4 separate regions of the Mus musculus genome follow, and all the other regions are linked to region 3. A link is a contact called in public Hi-C and promoter capture Hi-C data. All regions are on one chromosome and are shown on one strand. Each heading gives the region's core, a stretch centred on a gene start, on an enhancer-like site or on the middle of the called end of the contact. The rest is flanking DNA. Distances are from core to core; before and after follow the strand shown.

Region 1 (3,306 bases), core at 482-2,981, 1.1 Mb before region 3:
TTGAAGTAAATGAGGGTCAAGAACTCTTGTAGAGTCCTGGGTTTCCTTTGCTGACCAGCTCCTGCTTGTGTGCTGGGATGCGGGATAGAAGTTGAAGTTTCAGTCATACTAGGCTGGGACAGAGGGGAGAGGCTTGAGTCTGCTTCTCGGTCTCCCAAGGTGTGAGTGAGCAGATTCATGTACCTGCCACAGGGACACAGCTGTCTCTGTTATCTTCTTCATCATGATACAACAAATCCCCTCACGCCACAAGTTCAAATAAGTGCTTCCTCCCTTAGGCTAGTTGGTCACATGGATGAAATAAACAACTAACACATTGTCCTTTCTGTCCTCTCAGAGCACTTCCCATGAACTAACTAGGCAGGGCCTCGTTGTCTGTTTTGGATGCTGCTGGGCCTCATGCTTCCTCAGGGATGTGGGTGAGGCCCCTTCCTTTCCAGTTGGTCACCCACAGCACAGTCCTCTTACTTGGGGGCACAGCCTCTTTGCTGTAAGAGATCTAAGTGGGTGGCAGCAGAGAATGGGAGGCTTGACTGACACCCTGGCTCTCCTCTCTCTGCCTCACAGTCCTTCCATCTGTGCTCTTTCTTTTGTCATTCCCAAATGTGTGCTCAGCTTATTCACATGGGCCCCACTTATTTTCACTAAAAAAATGTTGCAAGATTATATCAGTATATTTACTTCTTACTACCCATCCATCTATTCATCCATCCATCCATCCATCCATCCATCCATCCATCCATCCATCCACTCATTCACTCTCTTAGTCATCCGTTATTGAATAATTTTCCTTGACTGTATATCAGCTTTACAAGGCTATGGCTTAGTTTTGAGGGCCTGAAGGAGTTTAGGGTGCAGAGAGGGTGCCCATGTATAGAGGGATGGAGAGAGGGAGGGAGGAAGGGGAGAGAGAGGGAGGAAGGGAAAGAGGAAAGACACAGGTGGAGGGAGAGGGAAAGCAAAGAGGGGAAAGAGGGTGGAAGAAAGAGTTTGCAAGAAAAAAAGATGGAATTGGGGAGAGGAGGGCTCTGAGAGGGAGGAGATTTATTTGCCAAGGAGTGGCAGGGCATCTCTGGGACCCTGAAGCTTCCATTGTGGGTGTTCAGCCTGCCACCCAGGATGCTCTATATCCATTCCTTCTTAACTGTTGGGACCAACTTGGGGTAACTTGTAGAAATCCCTTTAATTTTCTTAATGGCTCCTTGACCATCCAAGACAGGGTCAGGCACAAGTACAATGCAGGCCTTTTAGCAGAGTAAGGACTGTAGGCAGTGCCTGGGACCCTGCTGACCCTCTAATACAGACTCTCCTTGTCTCACAACCCCTTCCTTCCTGGCACTATTGCAGGGCCACTTCCTCAGCTCCCTCAGCCATCTGTGGCCTGCTCTCCCTCACAACCTAAGTGTCTCGCATGACCCCCTCTCTGCGGAGTTGGTGGTGCAAGTCAGTGTGAACATGCAACTGTGTGGTTCTTCATAGTTTGTTACAACTGTGAACCTGGCTTCCAACTCCTTCCTCATTGCTATGACTTAGTAACCAAGGGATAAGATCAGAAATTGGATAATGATCCAGTGCTGAGAGTTTTGTGGCTAAAGAGGCCTCCCCAGGTTTGCTCTCACAGCATCCAATTTGACACATGCAAATAATTATCCCTTCATTCTGTTCCATGGGGCACATCTGGAGCCGATAACCTCTAGGACTGGAGAGCCTTGTTCTTGTACATGACTTCCTTCACTCTCCAGGGCTTCATCTGTAATTTGCCATGGGAGGCGCCGCCTCCGGGTTGTGAGATACCTAAAGTGATGTCATCCATCACTCCCAGGTAACCATTGTGCGGCTTTGATGTTGGGTACAGGGTATCAAATCGGAGTCCCGTCCAGCCTGGAGTGAAGCCACAGAGGGCTGGCCTTTCCACGTGCCCTCCAACAGGGAGAGTGGTGTGCCAGGGCTTTCCTAGACTACTTCGGTTACTCTAGAATTTTCTACTTCATCTTTCTTTTATTTATTTTTTCCTAATTAAAAAAAAGCCCCATATTTTAGGTGAAATCCAGGGATAAGTAAGGATATAATGAGCTAGTGCTGATATTTGGTGGGAAATTGGTGGGAAATGTTATGACTGATTCAAATTGAGCCACTCAGGTGGCTATCTGAATTATTTAAGAAATACCTAAAATTCATCTCTTTATCAAATTTAATCCAAAATATCATTAAACTCTGTCTCAGGACACAGTGTCTGTCAGAATAACCACCATGTTGGGTAAACATATTGAAGGTTGAAATGAATTGTAAAATTTATTTTTAAAATTTAAAATTACAGATTTTACTATTTATGTTGTGATTAATGGCATCAGTAGACTCAGTCCTAAGATTTTATTTTTCATAAATGCATTTTAACCACACTACAGTGTAGCCTTTCACTTTGCATTTTTTTTGCTATAGGTTTAAATTTTTTTCATAGTTCAACCATATTTTCTAAAATGTATTTCTAGCCTTTTACATTTAACTTACAATTTAACAATATCTAAGTTTATTAACTATTTTTAAAGTTTTTAAATTGTTTTTATAGCCTTTCCAAATTAAGCAAAGAACATAGCTTTATTTATTAAGTACACTCCCCATTACACTGGTTATTATTACTTATACATTGTATCTTTAAACACAGATTTAATTTCTTAAGCCATGTAGGTTATAAGTTATGTAAGCTGTGGGCTCACAATTGGAGACATTATATAGTTCAGGCTGGCATTGCATTCAGCCATCTTCTGCCTCCGGATGAGTGGGGTTCAGATGAGGGTCTCATTCTAGCTTTTTCTGATTTGTTTTGTTTTGTTGTTGAGACAGGGTCTTTGTAGACCAGGGTCACCTCAAACCCATGATCCTCCTGCCTCAAGCTCCAAACACAGCAGGTGTTATAGACATACACTTTGGATATCTTCTTCCTGTTGTGGTTATTTTTCTTCTTGTTAAAAAAACATTCTTCTAGTAAACTAAGCAGGTTGTCATTCCCAATTTCAGTGTGTTTGAAAATGTCTTCCACATTACAGCTACATTGACTGGTTCTCTTCAATGGCTTCATGTCTAGAATGTTTCTTTCTTTTTTTAGGGGGGAAGGAGGTGGGTAGGGGCTGGGGCTGGGAGGAGAGGTTGTCCTGGAAGCTTTTTCTATGTCTCTCATTCTTATGAGTCTGCAGTTATTGATACCACTGCAAAAGACACCTCCTTTCCCTGTACAGTCAGCAGCAGCATGGTCTGTGGATTTTAAATGGTTTCTGGTGACAGGATGGACCAGATAGCCACATAGCCTTC
Region 2 (3,236 bases), core at 404-2,903, 1.1 Mb after region 3:
ACAGACAAAAAAAAAAAAAAAAAAAAAAAAAAAAAAAAAAAACTCCAAAAAACAAAAAAACCCTCCAGAAGACATAGAAAGAGGTAGCTAGCCAGTTTTCACCACTAACTCGCTTTCAGGGACCTGGGGCCATTTGATGACAGGTTTGCTTTGCTCCTCTATCCTGTGGGTAGACTGCACCCACTGTCTTCATTTCCTGGGCTGTAGTGCTCCCATCCATAAATCAGGGAAACTGGAGATCAGTAATGAAGGGGGTCAGCCAGTTTCACTATTAAATTCCTCAAAGCTGTGGAAGCTGGCCCTGGTGTCTAATCTCACTCCCAGTGTATTGTAATGTCATAGTAACCCAGGTGCAGTCCCCAGGATTTCATCAGAGAGGGCACAGACAATGCCCAGGCTATGAGGCTAGGAATCAGTCCAACAGGTGTTTATTTGTTTGTTATTGTTGAAATTCAGAATCTGAATTACAGTTCCATTAAAAGGGGGACCAAAAAAAAATCTGCCTCTTTCTAGATAGAACCAATCAGTTAAGGGAACAAGAATGAAATATCCTGGAATATGACATATAGTACTGCTGATACTGGATCCTAGGCTTCCGGATTGGGAAGGAAAAAGGACAAGTTTTATCAGGAGATGAGAGCCCTTTGGGAAGGAGCCCAGTAGCTCCTAACTCTCCCTGACTCCCCAGCTGACAACAGTGAAACACTGATTAAGAGGCTGCTGTTTTTTTCCCAATGGTAGCAGCAATCGTTCCCTGGAAGCCAGCTCTCTTGATTAATGTATAAAGGAGATGCGAAAACATACACTCTGCTTTTCTGATACTAAATATACACACCTTTAATCTCTGTTCTCCAGCCTATGCAAGAGCTCACCAGAGAAGAAAATCAAATAGCATACTGTATACAGAAGCTCTCTCCCCCCAAATGCCTGGTTCCTGATTAGAGCAAGAAGAAAGAATAGGATGCCACAGGGAAAGGCACACATCCAAACTATGGAGAGATATCATATTCCTTCTCTCAAGGAAGTGAGGAGCATCTATATGTTTTAATTAAAATATGAAATGCATTTAAGTAAATCTCACTAAGCTCTGAGTCAGCACCTTTAGAAATCATTTTCTCTTTGTTGCAGCCAAATGCAAAGTGATTGATCCGACTGCGAAGTGTAGGGTTTGTGGGACTGTATCAATCCGCCATTTGGAGACTCCGCGCCAACAGTTGTATTTGGTAAGGCGAGTACTAGAGGGAACTCGTAGAAAACTAAAATGCTTGTCAACAGATGAGACACAAATGTACGATCCAAAGCTGTTTCTGGAACGAGCCATTTGGGGAACTGCCACACAGCTTGAGAGATCTGAAAGAAAATGCAGGCTCCACGTGACAACTTTAAATAAAACATAAAGGCCTTTGCTCACAGGGTGGGGGGTCTTACTCTTGCTGATCTACTAGTTTTCCCTGAAAATTGTATTAGCTTGGAAAGTAAACACAATTACTCTGTGAATGCAAATTATGCTTCTAACTAATTACTGATCGAATCCAGCAAAGGACAGCCACATTTTTGTCTTTTGAAATATAATATAAGAAACATTTGTAGTGTGGAGGCTTACCTTGTCCGTCCGAGGAAATTAATTTTCTTTCCTTACCCAGAAAGATTGGTAATTAGCTGGGAGTGTGATGTTCCCTTGTTGCTATGACTACAGCAAGACTTCATAAGGCCCCAGGACTGAGAAAGAGCAAAGGTGACAGAGCCCTTGAGGGAGAGATACTTCCTTGCGGAGCAAGTACAGCCAGCTACCCACCCCATCACACAAGAAGAAGAGGAGCTGGGTTAAGCCTACGGTGCTAATTTACAAAGTATTTTAAAATCAAAGATTGTCCGCACAACATTGTTAACTTTATCTTCTTTTTTCCCCCTCCTTTTTCTTCCTCTGTTTTAAACCCAGGTGTTCTAGGTAATTTGATATTGCTATTGCCTCCAGGGATTTTGTTTGTTTGCTAGTTTTAATCCAAGGAAGTAAAAGAGGCCTCTCAGAGCCACAAGGTTGAAGGTCAAAGATCCCTGGGGTCTGCTGAGCCTAAAAACCCTCCCATGTGGACATTTTCTTAGGTAGAGGAGGCTGCCCATGCTGGAATTTGAGTTTGAGAGCAAGCTTAAACCCCAGAAGCTTCACAATCTTAAACAAGACTGATTCCCCATCATCCTAGTCTTACTTTCCCTGTTGCTTTCTTAACGTTTGATATGAATCTAGGATTCTGTAGGATAGACTTGGACCACCAACACACTTGTTTTTCTGTTTTAAATATGTCACGTTATGAGTCTGTTGTCCTGTTCCCAGCATCCCCCACGTGCTGAGGCAGGTGCTGGCATGAAGCGAGTGAGTGTGAGCCTTTAGGGAATTCACGTGGAAGGGAAGGAGAAGGGTGCACTTACAGGAATAGCATTGGTGCTTAGGGTAGGAAATGAAGGAACGGAGACAAACCTTGACCAATTCGGAGCTACCAAAGTGGAGGACATGGTGAGGTAGGCATGCAGTGATCACAGATAGCAGATGAGCCTCATGGTCTCTTTTCCTCTAAGAATCATACAAGGAGTTTTGAGCATTTCCTTGTGAGGGATCCTATCATTGTCACAGTATAAGTAAATCACATGCAAAGCTACATACTTTTGTCTCATGCATTACAGAAAAAAAGGAAAGCCAAAATTCAGCTCTGGAAGTCTAAGAATGTATGGCTATATTTCTAAAATGTAGCCCATCATACAAAGAAAACAAAAAGACAGACACTCAGTGACGACTTCCTCCTCCTCCTCCTCCTCCTCCTCCTCCTCCCTCCCTCCCTCCCTCCCTCCCTCCCTCCCTCTCCCTCCTTCTCTCTCTTTCTCTCTCCTACCCCTCTCCCCCGTGTGTGTATGGGTGTAGTGGGTGGGTATACACAACTGTACATGTATGTGTAGAAGCCAGTGTGAGATGTATTCTCCATCATGGTAGTAGGTGGGTGTGCACATCTGTGCATGCATGTGTTGAAGCCAGCAGTCAGTATGAGATGTCTTCTTTTGGTACCTTCTCCTGTCTAGAACCGTAAGCCAAAATAAACTCTTGCTCCCATAATTCACTTCTAGTTGTGGCATTTTATCTCAGCAACAGAGAAGTAGCTGAGACATTAAGGTAACAATGTAGTGGCAGAGCTTGTGCTTAGCATTGGAAGGTTCTGATTTCAATCTCTAGTGTATCCTCTCCCCAC
Region 3 (2,994 bases), core at 131-2,630:
GTGCTTGGATCGGTGCTTTTCTTTGGGGTGAATACGATAAGGGTGAAATACAGGGACCCCTCCCCCCTTTTTAAAAATAAAATGGCCTATGAAGACCTGGCACCATTCTATGTCCGGAGTGGGGATGTGTGGGAGATGAGAAGTGTAGTACCCTGTGCAGTACACCAACCTGAAAGGAAATATGTTTAGATAATTCCACTAGTCCCGGGCGGCCGATTTCTCGGGTGAGCAACTCCGGGTGGGGTGAGGGGCTGTAGATCTTAAGAACCAGCCCCCAGAACTGACAGTGGGTAGGTATGAGGAAAACAGGGTGAGCAGCCACGTTAAACAGAAAGCAGAAAGGCTTCGTTTCATTGTCCTCAGAAGAGCCATAGGTGGGTAAGAGACAACACAAAGAGAAGCGAGTTTCCAAGGAGCCCGGCAAAACCAGTAGGCAGGAGCCACCGCTCCAGCGGCAGCCTTAGCAGGCAAATAAGAAATATCTTCGCTTTAAACGAGAGTGCACTTCATTTTAGCTTTGGTTTGTACCGTTGGGTTAAAATAGCAAATGACCCAGAAGGTGCGTGCTGGGAGGCAGAGCTAGGGTTTCAGGACCGAGCTGCAGGGGAGGAGGGCGTAGGTGATGGACAGAGGAGGCGGGACGCGGGGAGTTGGGGAGGCCTATGGAGTAGAAAGTGGGGGAGGGGCGGCGATGCTGAGTCCCGGGCTGTTTCACCGATCCGGCCTGAATCCGTGAACTCCTTTCCGAACCGCTCCGGAGCCGCCCGGACACGGCGGTCTCCGAAGACCGTTACTCCAGCCGAACCGGCAGATGCGCGCGATCCAGGAGGGAAAACGAGAGGGGGAGAGACGGGACAAAACCCTGCGGGTGCGCGGGGAGGGGGGGAGGGAGGGCCCGGCGACCGGGCTCTAGAAAGAGGGAGAAAAAGAACCGGAGGATGAGCCCACGTGCACGGTGCCGCGCGGTGTCGAAGCGCCACCTTCTGCTGGATAGCGGCGCAGCGCGATCGCGCGCGGGTTTAGGGCGCGACGCGCCCAGGATGAGCAGGGGCACCCACTCGCGGTGCCCGGGTGGGTGCATCTGCACTGGGGTTCAGTCCATCGTCCCGCGCCCTTGAGTCCGCGCTGGCGTCTCTCGCTCCGTCCTGCATCCGCCCGGGGGACACGCGCAGCTGTGCGCACTCGCGGATTTCTTTTGAAAAAATAACATATTTCTAGACAACTCCCCCCGCCCCCCATCTTTGCAAACTGGCCAGGAGGCGGGGCTGGAGGTGGGGCCCGTGGTTAATAACGGGAGATAGGCGGAGTCGGGACCAGCCATTGGCTGGTGGGAGTAGTGATGTCACCCATATGACACCCTGATAACGAGTTGAGAGAGAGCCCTCAACTTTTTGCAGAAGAAGCGCGCGCGCCTGGGAGTGCTTGGGGTCCGGCGCTTGCGGCGGCTGCCAGGAGTGAGAGAGCGAGAAATCAAGCGAGTGAGAGAGAGAGCGCGGGTCCCGGGCCGCCGCCGCCTCCTCTCCGGTCGCCGCCGCAGCCGCCGACGCAGCAGGGAACGGGGCCGGGGGGGAGGGGGGCAGCCGCGGACGCGCGCGGCCAAGGACTTTGCAACTTGCCGGAGAAGGTGGAGGGGCGGGAGGGGGAGGGGCGCCCGCGCAGGAGACCGAGCGCCCAGCCCCGCCGCGGACCATGGTGCAGCAGGCCGAGAGCTCGGAAGCCGAGAGCAACCTGCCCCGGGACGCGCTGGACACCGAGGAGGGCGAGTTCATGGCGTGCAGCCCGGTGGCCCTGGACGAGAGCGACCCGGACTGGTGCAAGACGGCGTCGGGCCACATCAAACGGCCCATGAACGCCTTCATGGTGTGGTCCAAGATCGAGCGCAGGAAGATCATGGAGCAGTCGCCCGACATGCACAACGCCGAGATCTCCAAGAGGCTGGGCAAGCGCTGGAAGATGCTGAAGGACAGCGAGAAGATCCCGTTCATCAGGGAGGCGGAGCGCCTGCGCCTCAAGCACATGGCTGATTATCCCGACTACAAGTACCGGCCGCGCAAAAAGCCCAAGACGGACCCAGCGGCCAAGCCCAGCGCGGGCCAGAGCCCCGACAAGAGCGCGGCGGGCGCCAAGGCAGCCAAGGGCCCCGGCAAGAAGTGCGCCAAGCTCAAGGCGCCTGCGGGCAAGGCGGGCGCGGGCAAGGCGGCGCAGCCGGGGGACTGCGCCGCGGGCAAGGCAGCCAAGTGCGTCTTCCTGGACGACGACGATGAAGACGACGACGAAGATGACGAGCTGCAGCTACGGCCCAAGCCGGACGCTGACGACGACGACGACGAGCCCGCGCACTCGCACCTGCTGCCGCCGCCGACGCAGCAGCAACCCCCTCAGCTGCTGAGGCGCTACAGCGTGGCCAAGGTCCCCGCCAGCCCCACGCTCAGCAGTGCCGCCGAGTCCCCCGAGGGCGCGAGCCTGTACGACGAAGTGCGCGCGGGCGGCCGGCTCTACTACAGCTTCAAGAACATCACCAAGCAGCAGCCTCCGCCCGCGCCTCCCGCGCTGTCGCCCGCGTCCTCCCGCTGCGTGTCCACCTCCTCATCCAGCGGCAGCAGCAGCGGCAGCGGCGCCGAGGATGCAGACGACCTCATGTTCGACCTGAGCTTGAATTTCTCCCAGGGCGCGCACAGCGCCTGCGAGCAGCCACTGGGCGCGGGAGCGGCGGGGAACCTGTCCCTGTCGCTGGTGGATAAGGACCTGGATTCCTTCAGCGAGGGCAGCCTGGGTTCCCACTTCGAGTTCCCCGACTACTGCACGCCGGAGCTGAGCGAGATGATCGCGGGGGACTGGCTGGAGGCGAACTTCTCCGACCTGGTGTTCACGTATTGAGAGGCGCAGGGCTCCTCGGGAGGCAGTCGTGGCGGTCAGGATAAAGAGGATGGTGGGGGGAGGGGGAGAAGATGCTCATGGTCAGAGAGATGTGGCGCTGAGAAATTGGAAACGGTG
Region 4 (3,312 bases), core at 591-3,090, 1.0 Mb before region 3:
TATTTATGGGATTTGCACTTTTTCCAGAGACTGTAAGGTAATTACATCTTTGTGAAAGAGGAGGCAGCTTGGAAGTAGCCTGAGCTATAAAGAAAGACATAGTCTGGTGGGTCTGCACTGCGCCACCTTGAACTGAACAGAAAGGAATCAGTGGGATTTGTGCTGAGGTTTGAGGGTCTCCTGTTGTCATGGTGACACGGCAGGGAATCATTCATCAGCGAGACTCCAAGCTTGAAAGGGTCTAGGTAAAGGTTGGAGTAGTCTATTATGCAGACAGGCACCAGGGGCTGGCCTGCTGAGAGAACAGGGCAATGTCTTAATATGCAACATTACAGGCCCAGGTTGGGTACCATCTCAAGTCTCAGATGCTGGGAAGTCAGTGAGAGGCCTATCAGGACATTCACAAGAGTCAGGAGGGTTGAGCTGCAGCCATGACAACACCCTCGAAGGAAGAAGCCATGAGCTCAAGGGAGGCCAACTGACAAGCAGAAAGAGATTTTAGTTTCTATCTAACATATTTGCAGACAGGAATATATTTTGGGACATGGAAATGCCCATTTCTTCTTCATGTGTGTACCTCCAAAGTGATGCTTTTTGTAGAAGTCATTTTCAGCTGTTGGAACTAAGTGAACAGAAGATCTCTGAGCTTCTGGGTGTTATGAAGTCACAGGTGCTGGGTGGTGCTGATGCTGAGGTCTCTCTCTGGGATGGATTTTATGAAAAGCCAGTGTCAGAGAGGAAATGGGCAGCTTCAGGAGGAGCTGACCTTGGTGTATGCTGGAACACTGTGGCCGATATGCACTCTGTGACTGCCAACCCATGCATTGGCTAACTGCTTAGCTTCTAAATAGCTCGAGCCTTCCCTATAGACTGTAGCTTCTGAATGTGAGGGGGATGGCACCATGAGGAATTTTTTACTGAAGAGGGTTTTAGGGAGGTGGAAGAAAGCTCATTTTATGTTATTTTATTGGAAATCGAAGAAGGCTCATTTTGAGGTTTCTGTGGTGTAAGATACTTAACATTCTGAAATAGGCAAATTAACATGAACCTGTGTCAGCACACTGATGGTCTTAGTTGTATATGATAAAAGAAGAGCCCTGGCTTTTCTTAGTAATAAGGCTCATGCCAATGACCCTTAGTACTTGGGAGATGAGAGGGAGGTCTCTGGAAGAGTGATGCAAGTTCAAAGCCAGCATGCACCATCTAGCAAGTTACAGGTCAGTGTGGGCTACAGAGTGAGACTCTGCTCTTCAATAGGAAGTGATTATATGAACACATCTGCAAGGTCAGCTCCGGCTGTAAGTGAAGAGTATTGTTTACAGAGCACAGAGCACAGCTGGCTTTCCATGTGTCTGGTGTTTTACGCTGAGTTCTTGCACACTACAGGAGGAGAACATTTCTGCTACTGCTTTATAGGTTCTGTGTTGTGGACTGGTCACTGGTTCTCCTTCTCTTTTGCCTGTTTACATCTTGGAATCTTGAGCCCCTAATATGATGGTATCTGGAGAAGAATTTGTGAGGGTGAGATCCTGAGAGAGAATTAGTGGCCTTACAAGAGGACTAAGACGTCAGAGTTCTTGCATTATCTGCCCCCCCCCATGCCATCTCTCCTCTCTGTGTGCTCCCTCCCACTCTGTCCCTTCTTGCTATCACACAGCCCAAGTTGATGAAGACGTGTGCAGGCCAAGGATTGCAAGATTGAAAGGTCTTTCTGATGGCCTAAGTTAGTAATTGTTAAGATTTGGAGTCAAAAATCCTTCCGCTAGCTTCTGTGTTTGAACACAGCTCATAGCAGGAGATGCGCTGCTGAAAGTGAGTCAGAGGCTGTGTTATTTCCTCCGTGGTTCCAGCTAACAATGGAGGACTGTACATCTAAAGAAATTGCCTCTGTGAGGTGTCAATGGCACTCATTGAGAGGTGTTGACAATATCCATTCCACAGAGGTAGAGCATCACAGGAAGAGATGTCACGGGAACTACTAGTGCCATCTGTGCCTCAGGAGAGAATGTGATGTTTCAGTGTGGCCTCCCTTCCAGAGCACTATTGGTTCCCAGGCAAAAAAAAAAAAAAAAAAAAAAAAAAGGCAACCATTGCCTTTATTCATAAGAATAAATAAAACCTTCTTTATGAAACCAGGGGACCAATGCCATCCAGGCCTTAAAGGCAGATTTTCTCCAGTGGCTCCGACAGTCTCCTTCCTAGGAATAAATATTTTATGTTTGGTTTCAGTTTAAAAAAAAAATCTGTCCTAACATTTCTGGGCAGCCCTAAGCTCCTTTAAAATTCAAACTGTGAGCAAGCAAATAAAATGTGCAGATGAACATACTTCACTGTGGAAGGTATGTAACATGAGCAAGGGGTGATGGGAATTCCAGGCACTGACAGCAGCAGGCTGTATAAAAATGCTGCAAACTATGCCAGTAAACTCTGGGAGGGAGGGAACTACATCAGTGTGCAATGCATGAAGAATGTTGTCTTTACCCCAAGGGAGTTATTTTTCCTCAGTCTTGCCTTCTCTTCCTCTGTCTTTTACTGTAGAATCATGTAGGGATATCATATTGTCCATTATCGCTAAAGCGTCATCCTCCTGACTCAACACTTTTTTTTTCTTTTTGCATACCGGTTTACAGTTTTCAGAGATGATTTCCACAGACAAGCTCACTTGAAGCTCATCATCTCAAGAACTGGAAGAACACACACGGTGGCTATTGTTTCAGGACTAAGGGTTCAGGAAGTATGTATTAATTCAAGATTGTGTGGGCTGGGAGCATCCATCTGGAGTGAATGATGTGGCTGAATCACAATGCATACATCAGTCAACTCTAGACTGCATAGTGGCAGGGGACATAGCATAGACTGGGAACCCCATGGACAAGAGGAGGCTTGTGGTGTGGGCACGGGATTTGCGACTACATGACAGAAAGCTTCCATCTATGGTCTCCTTCAGCCTCTTTCCCTGACTCTCTCAGCACAGATGGTTGCCACTGTTGCCCCTGCCTACATTTAGGGCTGCTTTTTGGTGACAAGTCATGTGACAGACCAGGCTCTCCATTGTGCAGATGGCAGCAAGCGCATGTCTGAGGATCAGTAAGTTCCTGGAAGAATTAGAATGCCTTTACTCACCTCAGAAGGGGCTCTCGGGGGTGACCTCTCTGGTCCAGCTTTCATGTCTTTTTTTTTCCTCAGGGTTGCCCTGATTAAACCTTTCTCTGGAACTTTCCATGCTTTCTAACTAAATTAGAATGAATGAATAAAAATGAAGATTCTAATTAGCACTTCCTACATATTAAACAAATCATCCTCCCCTTACGT

What was found. Promoter capture Hi-C pulls out the DNA fragments that hold promoters and counts their contacts. A called contact is a pair of places that touch in the nucleus more often than the background predicts.
Region 1: a promoter capture Hi-C map of second pharyngeal arch cranial neural crest shows a contact between it and region 3. The contact joins the enhancer-like site here to the promoter of Sox11 in region 3. A contact is called at or near these places in 9 of 39 promoter capture datasets (cranial neural crest, embryonic stem cells, frontonasal cranial neural crest and 4 more), 17 of 484 Hi-C or Micro-C datasets (MC3T3-E1-derived osteoblasts, the N1E-115 cell line, brain and 11 more) and 4 of 115 datasets of contacts at active chromatin or transcription factors (craniofacial prominence, oligodendrocyte precursor cells and stem cell-derived neural progenitor cells).
Region 2: a promoter capture Hi-C map of hippocampal neurons shows a contact between it and region 3, with 4 times the contacts expected there. The contact joins the promoter of 4930480M12Rik here to the promoter of Sox11 in region 3.
Region 4: a Hi-C map of adipose-derived mesenchymal stem cells shows a contact between it and region 3, with 1.9 times the contacts expected there. The contact joins the enhancer-like site here to the promoter of Sox11 in region 3. A contact is called at or near these places in 5 of 39 promoter capture datasets (cranial neural crest, frontonasal cranial neural crest, hippocampal neurons and 1 more), 1 of 484 Hi-C or Micro-C datasets (adipose-derived mesenchymal stem cells) and 6 of 115 datasets of contacts at active chromatin or transcription factors (astrocytes, craniofacial prominence, embryonic brain and 3 more).

Annotation. Positions count from the first base shown.
Region 1 is chr12:28,406,281-28,409,586 of GRCm38.p6, reverse strand. No RefSeq gene overlaps it. Among named protein-coding and RNA genes, the nearest start is that of Gm25564, 58 kb to the right of the region's middle. Within about 2 kb of position 1,731, at least 5 of the 459 cell types and tissues checked have an H3K27ac peak or open chromatin away from gene starts, as enhancers often do. A contact at or near this core is called in craniofacial prominence and second pharyngeal arch cranial neural crest, where this site is marked.
Region 2 is chr12:26,209,684-26,212,919 of GRCm38.p6, reverse strand. It overlaps 4930480M12Rik (RIKEN cDNA 4930480M12 gene), which reads right to left and starts at 1,653. Exons shown (of 3, transcript NR_046278.1): 1 at 1,604-1,653. Gm29687 (predicted gene, 29687) reads left to right here and starts at 2,415. Exons shown (of 5, transcript NR_131149.1): 1 at 2,415-2,517.
Region 3 is chr12:27,341,104-27,344,097 of GRCm38.p6, reverse strand. Sox11 (SRY (sex determining region Y)-box 11) reads left to right here and starts at 1,380. Exons shown (of 1, transcript NM_009234.6): 1 at 1,380-2,994. The coding sequence starts at 1,690. The coding sequence ends at 2,877.
Region 4 is chr12:28,377,284-28,380,595 of GRCm38.p6, reverse strand. No RefSeq gene overlaps it. Among named protein-coding and RNA genes, the nearest start is that of Gm25564, 29 kb to the right of the region's middle. Within about 2 kb of position 1,840, at least 14 of the 459 cell types and tissues checked have an H3K27ac peak or open chromatin away from gene starts, as enhancers often do. A contact at or near this core is called in adipose-derived mesenchymal stem cells, where this site is marked.